2 separate regions of the Triticum aestivum genome follow, and region 1 is linked to region 2. Evidence: chromatin contacts called from public Hi-C data. All regions are on one chromosome and are shown on one strand. The core of a region is the stretch at or near the end of the contact, and the rest is flanking DNA. Distances in the headings are between cores, read along the strand shown. Region 1 holds the start of LOC123110118 (neutral ceramidase). Region 2 holds the start of LOC123110116 (malate dehydrogenase, glyoxysomal).

Region 1 (3,515 bases), core at 576-3,075, 240 kb before region 2:
GCCGACCAGATAAGGAGAGTCTGAGAGCACCAGGCTGCAGTTCTGAAGGAGATGCAGTAAAAGAAGACATAGCCATATCCAGGACAAACCAAAACCCCAGACTTGGTAGCGGAAGCAAGACGATGCCTCCATCAGGAAGGAACCAGGGAATGAAGTTGTTAATTAACTAGTGCAAGTCAGAAGCCTCGAGAGAACAAAAAATCAACTGCAGTCTGCAAAAGAGAAGAAAAGCCTATGAACAAAATCACCAAGCATTCTATCATACTGAAGCAAGGGAAAGGGTGCATACTAGTATCCAACAAGATTATCAAGCTATAATGACACAAGTACATGTTAAGCTATAAATACAGTGTCCCCGCGAGAAAAAAAAACAGTAGTGTGGCGTGGGCCAGGCTTCCGGATCACCATCTCCTCAGTATGGCTTCAACTTGGTGGCTCTGACTGATATGTGGTCCATCTCATCATCTGGCAGGCGATAACATGTTTAACTAAATGAAGTACGAGTTCTGATTTTCTGAACTAGGAGGTATTAATGGCCTATTCTGTACGGGTTTATGGTTTGATGAACTGGGGTCCGTTTGGTAGGTAGGTCTGTACTCTAGAATCAGTAGTAGTGTATTAGCAACTAATGGACAGGGATTTTTGGCTCTGGGGACCAAGAGTAGGCTGAATTTAATTTGCGGTTGCTGAATTTACTGTCCAGAATTATCAATTTCCCACTTAAATTTAAATGCAGGAAAAATCATGAAATCCACTCAATGTTTTTTTTTCAAAAAATAATATTGGAATTAGTATCATGAAATTCTGGGTTTTCTTAGAAGAGACGTAAATTCCTGGATTTAGTTTCATAAAAACTCGAAGAACTAGCATAGTGGAGTCCTGAGCTTCCCACTTAAAATTTCGAATTTTGAGAAACCATCAAATCCATTTAATGTTTTCTAGAAAAAGAAAATCCTAGGATTTGTATATGAATATTATTCCCTTAGAAGAGATGTAGTTTTCCAGGTTTAAAACCACAAAATTTCCCAGAACTATTGCGGAGCTCTCAATTTTCCACTAAAAGTTTGACACAGGAACCCACCATAATCAATGGTCTCACTGGGAGTTAATTTTTCAACCATAATGTCTACTGATATCTTTTTTTTTTTTGAGAGAGAGAGAGCGAATATCTACTGATATCTGGGTCAAACTTCCACCGGAGAACAAAGACGAGTACCCCAGATCCGCACCAAGCATGCTCAAACCCTAGAACAACTGCATACAGCAATTTAAGTACTACTAGCTGATTAGCGCAACGCGTCCAGCTACGACCGACGCGACCTGGCTGGAAGGAAGCGGAGTGACTCACCATGCGAAGGGCGAATCTCGACTGGGAACCCCGCCCCGGCTGCTCCACTGGCTAGTGGCCTCCGCCGGCATTTAAACCCGCGCCTCCCCGTCCCCGGCAGACACGACTAGGCCGGCCGGGAACTCCAAGGGCGGGGCGCCTCGTGGTCGTAGCTCACGGCTCCCAGTGGCGACGGCCGACCGCGACGGGCGGACGGAGGGGGACAGGGTGGAGCGTACAAGGCACGGGCAAAAGGGGGCCCAGCTAACCAAACAAACAAACAAACACGAGCGGAGTTCAGCGCCGCGGGAACTGGTGGGGTGTGGCGTAGGAGGAGGCGCGCGCACCTCTGAGCTCGTCGGCATGGAGACGGCCGGACTGAGGAGGGGGGGGGAGCGGGCGAGGCGTTGAATCGGCGGCGAGGATGACGACGATGTGGGGAGAGACGATGGCGACGCGCCGCTGAAACTTCGGGCCGGGCCTTCCACGCGTTTGCGCCCATCTTGTTTTTTTTTTACTCCCCTGCGAACGTAAGATTTTTAGCAGTTCGAACGCTTGAGCTAAAAAAAAACAGTTTGAACGCCCTAAGAATCGTAGGATCCCGATCAAACGCGTGACAATTACTCTGTGCAGCGTGGCAATTTCCCCTATTTTATTTACCTAAAATCTAAAAAGCGGCCGCCACCAACTAACAGACACGGGCGGCTGATTCCTGGCCGTTCGATCGCGCCAGCGATCGCGCCCAGATCCGCCAGATGCCACCTGGTCTGGATTGGCCCTGCACCGCGGTCGTGGGCGGTTGTCCATATCCGGACGTGGCAGGCCCACCTGTAAGCGGTAGAGGAGGGGAGTAGTGGGGGTCGTGGGCGGCGGTTTTCGAAATGTGTGCCTGAAATCCCTCGCCGCAGCGTGCTCTCTCCCCATTCCGTCTTCGTCTTCCTCCTCGACATCCTCTCCATCGAATGGGGCGTCACGGCGGAGTGCTCAGATTGGCGGCGGCTTGCGGGTGGTTCTCCTCGCGGGGGAATCGCCGGTGCTCCTCGCCGTCGGAGTATGCTCGCCCTCCACTTCTACATGCTTCCCCTCCCTCTCTCTATCTCGCGGAGCGCGGATGGTGCTGAAATGTGAGGGGAATGCTCTCTAGGGTTCGGGAACGGCGCGAACTACCCCCGCTTATCCTCGATTTTGGTCACGTTGAGTTCCCTTCTCCTATCTCGTAGCACGCGCCCAACGGTGGTCGAGATCTACAAGGAGGCGTAGTTCACGGCACGGGGGTGGCTGGCCAGGGTCAACGTGTAGTTGGCCAGGGTACGCGGTAGTCGTTAGGTAGAAGGGGTGCATGTCCACGGCGCCCGTTGTGATTTTAGGGCGATTTTGGCTGTTTAGTTCATGTTCCGTTCAATTTTGCAGAGGTTTGAGATCTGTTCATGATTCTTAGTCATTCTGTAAGTTGTATTAGATGTGTGCAATGTTGTGTGCAATGCATTGGCTGATTTTGTAGTTGGTGTTCAGTAATTTAAGTGGTTAGTTGCACAAAATTCTGCTCAGTTGGCTGCGTTCATATAGTACTTGGCTGTCCATATGCTCTGCAGTTGCAGCAGTTGTTTTGGTCAGTTGGCTCACTGTTTGTACTAGTTGGTTGTCTATACGGTGTTCAGTTGCACAAGTTGCCTGCTCAGTTGGCTGCATCACTTTTACTAGTTGGCTTGCATCACTTTTACTAGTTGGCTGTTCATATGTTATACACTTTGTGCTAGTTGCTCTACTTAGTTGGCTTTGCTGTTTCCCCCTCTGCTGTGTGCAACTAGGGACTCTTGTTTGTGCAATTTAGCATCAATGCTTGCCAGTTTTCCAATATAGTCTACCCAATCCACCAGCCTTGTGGTGGTTGTGGTGGTTCATGTGTTTTCTCCTGCTTTGTGCAACTAGGGCCCCTTGATTATGCAAATTAGTACCAATGCTTGTTAATTTTCCAATCTAATTTTTCTCAATGTGCAAGTCTTTGTTATGGATGTGGTTGTTTTCATGTGTTTCCCCTCATGTGCAACTAGGGACGCTTATTTTTCCAAATTAGCACTGATGGTTGCTAATTTTTCAATATAGTATACCCAATTGTTTTGCTGGATTTTTTGCTTTGCATTTTTTGCTTGTTCCAGCTTGCACAAGTTATCTTACTGAGCTTGTTGCC
Region 2 (3,855 bases), core at 178-2,677:
ATTCTCCAATTCATTGGCTTTTTGGGCTGGTTCGTCGGAGCCATTTGGGTTGGTCCGCTGAAGGCGAGCTGGAGAGGTCGTTCGGGATGGGAGGAGATTGCAACGAATGAAATCATGAAAAAATAGTTTATGGATCACGGCAAGATTAATACAAGTACCATGTCAAAATTCCTTTTTCTCTTATCATTTGCCACCTTTTCTTATGTAAATGAAAATTTTCTTTAAATATTTGACATGTCAAGTTTAACTAAAGCCCATGTCTAAATTTGCCATATTTTTAGACCTCTCCAAAATTGCCATGACAAATGATCACAAAAACATGGCAAATTCATAAAGTTTCTAAAACATGGCAAACTTGCCATCCTTCAAATAGTTTGCCACCATTTTTCTTCAAATGCATTTTTTTATTTTCTCTAAAATCTTGCAAAGTTACTATATTGACAATGGCAAAATTAGCTCATGGATCATGGCAAGATTAATTGAAGTACCATGGCAAAATTCTTTTTGTCTTATCATTTGCCAATTTTTTACTCAAATGACAATCATAGCAATTTCCACTTAATGCTTTCAACTTCTGATTTATACGCTGGCATTTTTATAGCCCAGCACGGCAATTTCCCCTTTTTTGTAAGCTATGTCAATTTTGTTGGGTTTTTGTTTGGCTATTGAAAATGAGATCCAAAATGTCAGTTTTCTATATGTTGTTAGAGTCGTCATAGGAAAATTAGGCATTTTTTTGGCCCAGGTGGAGGCTCGATAGGGGATTCGATGAAAAAAAAAAGGCTGTAGGCCCTGGGATCGATGGTGTTCGTGTTGGGGGCTTCTCGTCCCGAACGTATTCGTTCGATCGATAGGCTTTCCCGTGACGAACGAGTCGTTCGGTCTGGGGTTCTCCCAGGCCCAACGTTCGGCACTTATCCATGTCCCAAACAAATTGTAGTTCTATGAACTGTGTGACTAGCATTCAGATATAAATGCACATGATTTAGATCTATACGCACACGGCAAGCACCAAAGCTAGTACTCAGATCAATCCACATCACATGAGCCAACTAGTACACGTATAAATCCAGGCACACACCATGAGAGAAATTAGCACACACGAAAGGAAAGAGGTCTGCCAACAGGATAGCAGCCACGGCCACGATGCAAGGTCGATTCAACGAGATAGCGCGCGCGTTATTTTAGTAATCTAAACGTTCTTATATTAGTTTACAGAGGGAGTAGTATTTAGGTTAATACTATGATCTGATGGGTAAAATGATTATTTTTTATTATTTCGTGGCAACACACGGGCATTTAGCTAGTGTAATGATAGTTGCGAAATAAATGTATTTTCGAAATTAAATTTGTATGCATGGGCATCAACGTTATCTTTATCCACCTACACCATACACCATGATGGAAGCAAAACAAAACTTGCACGCATTCCTGAACGAACGGACGGAAAGACAACTTTTGCATCCGGCCCCTCCGCTTTACCCCTTTTCTCCCGCCCTCGCAACCACCTCCGCTGTCCTCCCCGGAGTCTCTTCTTCTCTTCCCTCTCCCGTCGCCTCCCGAGTCTCCGGCGACCACGCGGAACCGACGCGGCCATGGAGCAAGGCGCCGACTCCGCGGCGGCCAGGCGGATGGCCAGGGTCGCCTCCCACCTCCGCCCGCCCACCTCGCAGGCACGAACCCACAACCACCCCTCCCTCCCTCCCTCTGCTTCTTTGCTCCTCTCTCTGCTCAGATTTGGAAGTCGGAGCGAGATCCTTCCCGGAGGATTAGCTGCCGCCGCCGGCCGTGGTGGCATCCGGAGCGAGATCCTTCCCGCGGCGCTTCTGCGCGTAGCTGCTTAGCCTGTGCGCATCCATGCTTTCCAGGATCCTCGTGTGACCGAAGATGCATGTCCTGTATGCTTCGGAGCTAGCGATCCATGGACCAGGAAACGACTTTCGAGTAGCCTCTGTTCACTTTTGTAAGTTGTTTCAGACAACACAAAATAGGCTGTTTTGCACATTGTCTGAAATGTTTTAAGGTCTTATAAAAGTGAACGGAGGGAGTAGAAAAAACATATGACGATGGGATGCAATTTCGAACTACTGGTTGCTAATTCTCTGATTCTGGCAGTTGAGTCAGCGACATATTTAGCGAGCATCAGGTAGATCTCCGAGCGAGTACAATCACGATATCTTGTTATGATATACTTTCAGGCCAGCATTGCTATCTAGCTGTCGGGGAAATTCAGAATCATCTGAATTATTCTTAGCTGGTGATTATACCAGACAACTTCCTAAATTTAGCTCTTATAAACTTACTTAAACCTGTGGAACTGTCCTGGTTGGCCAATGCATAAAAGGTATCGTCCACTCCAGAATTGGCTTCTACTAGGCTAATTTTTCTCTTTCCTTATTTTGAAGGAGGAGGAGGTGGCCATCTTGAAGGGCTCTAATTGCCGTGCAAAAGGTGCAGCACCAGGGTTCAAGGTTGCAGTCCTGGGTGCATCTGGTGGGATCGGCCAGCCCCTCTCGCTGCTTATGAAGATGAACCCTCTTGTTTCGGTGCTCCATTTGTATGATGTTGTCAACACACCTGGTGTTACAGCTGACATTAGCCATATGAACACCGGTGCTGTGGTATGCCCCTTGACCCTGTCTTTATGTCCTGTTTTTAGCTTTTTCCAAAGTTCCTCACTGAAAATTGATTCTGAAAGGATACTATAGTTTCATGCTGGTAGACCTCTAGTACAGTTGCTCTCCATGTGATCCATGCAGGTTATGTTTAGAGGAAGTGAATTACTGAAGGAATGTATGTCTTCTCTACTGTCCTTGAAGGATACTATAGTTTATGTCCTGTTTCTGCGAAGTTGCTCACTGAAAATTGATTCTGAAAGGATACTGTAGTTGCATGTTGGTAGACCTCTAGTACAGTTGCTCTCCATGTGATCCGTGTAGGTTTTGTTTAGAAGAAATGAATTACTGAAGGAATGTATGTCTTCTCTACTGTCCTTTTAGCTCGTACGGTAGGGTTTTTTTTTTTTTTTGGGTAGCAAAGGGATCTCTTCCCTGATTTGCATTAAAGAAACCAATCGAGGTACATAAGGTAGAGGTTTGGAAATTAGCATTACCCAGCTGGTTGTTTCTGTGTTACAATCTTATAATCCATAACTCAGCAAACAAGTAGCCAATTTCCAGTGGCATCATGCATTGTTCTTAAAGGCATGAGGTCTCCGAAGAATAGTGTCTGATCATTCAGTAATAATTGTGGATTTAAATCTGAAAACAATAAATAATGTTGCAAGGAAAACATATAACCTACTTGTATTTTATGTAACAGGCAGATATTTGATTGGCACAATATTAATAGCTGCCACATATCTTTGTCCGCCCTAGCCTATGCATACAATTATCACCTGATTCTTGAACCTTAAAGGTTATCTGATCATTGGGTGTAATTATGCTAAGGTATAATTTCTACAGGTGCGTGGCTTCTTGGGTCAGCCACAATTGGAAAGTGCTCTTACTGGAATGGATCTTGTCATCATTCCTGCTGGCATTCCTCGGAAACCTGGGATGACAAGGGATGATTTGTTCAACATCAATGCTGGAATTGTTCGGACTCTTTGCGGGGGAATTGCAAAATGCTGCCCAAATGCGATTGTGAATGTGATCAGTAACCCTGTAAATTCCACTGTTCCGATTGCTGCTGAAGTATTTAAAAAAGCTGGAACATATGATCCTAAGCGCCTATTGGGGGTGACAACACTTGATGTAGTGAGAGCCAATACCTTTGTGGTATGTACTTCAAAATTGTTTGCCATAGTGCCCAATTATATTGCTAGTTTCTATATGGGCAGGTTCTCAAATTCCT

Evidence for each region. A called contact is a pair of places that touch in the nucleus more often than the background predicts.
Region 1: a contact with region 2 is called in a Hi-C map of leaf, with 5 times the contacts expected there. The contact joins the promoter of LOC123110118 here to the promoter of LOC123110116 in region 2. A contact is called at or near these places in 3 of 5 Hi-C or Micro-C datasets (all in leaf).

Annotation. Positions count from the first base shown.
Region 1 is chr5B:12,617,955-12,621,469 of IWGSC CS RefSeq v2.1, reverse strand. It overlaps LOC123110118 (neutral ceramidase), which reads right to left and starts at 1,825. Exons shown (of 10, transcript XM_044530563.1): 1 at 1,675-1,825; 2 at 1-212. The coding sequence starts at 132.
Region 2 is chr5B:12,382,093-12,385,947 of IWGSC CS RefSeq v2.1, reverse strand. It overlaps LOC123110116 (malate dehydrogenase, glyoxysomal), which reads left to right and starts at 1,427. Exons shown (of 9, transcript XM_044530559.1): 1 at 1,427-1,673; 2 at 2,406-2,621; 3 at 3,465-3,779. The coding sequence starts at 1,596.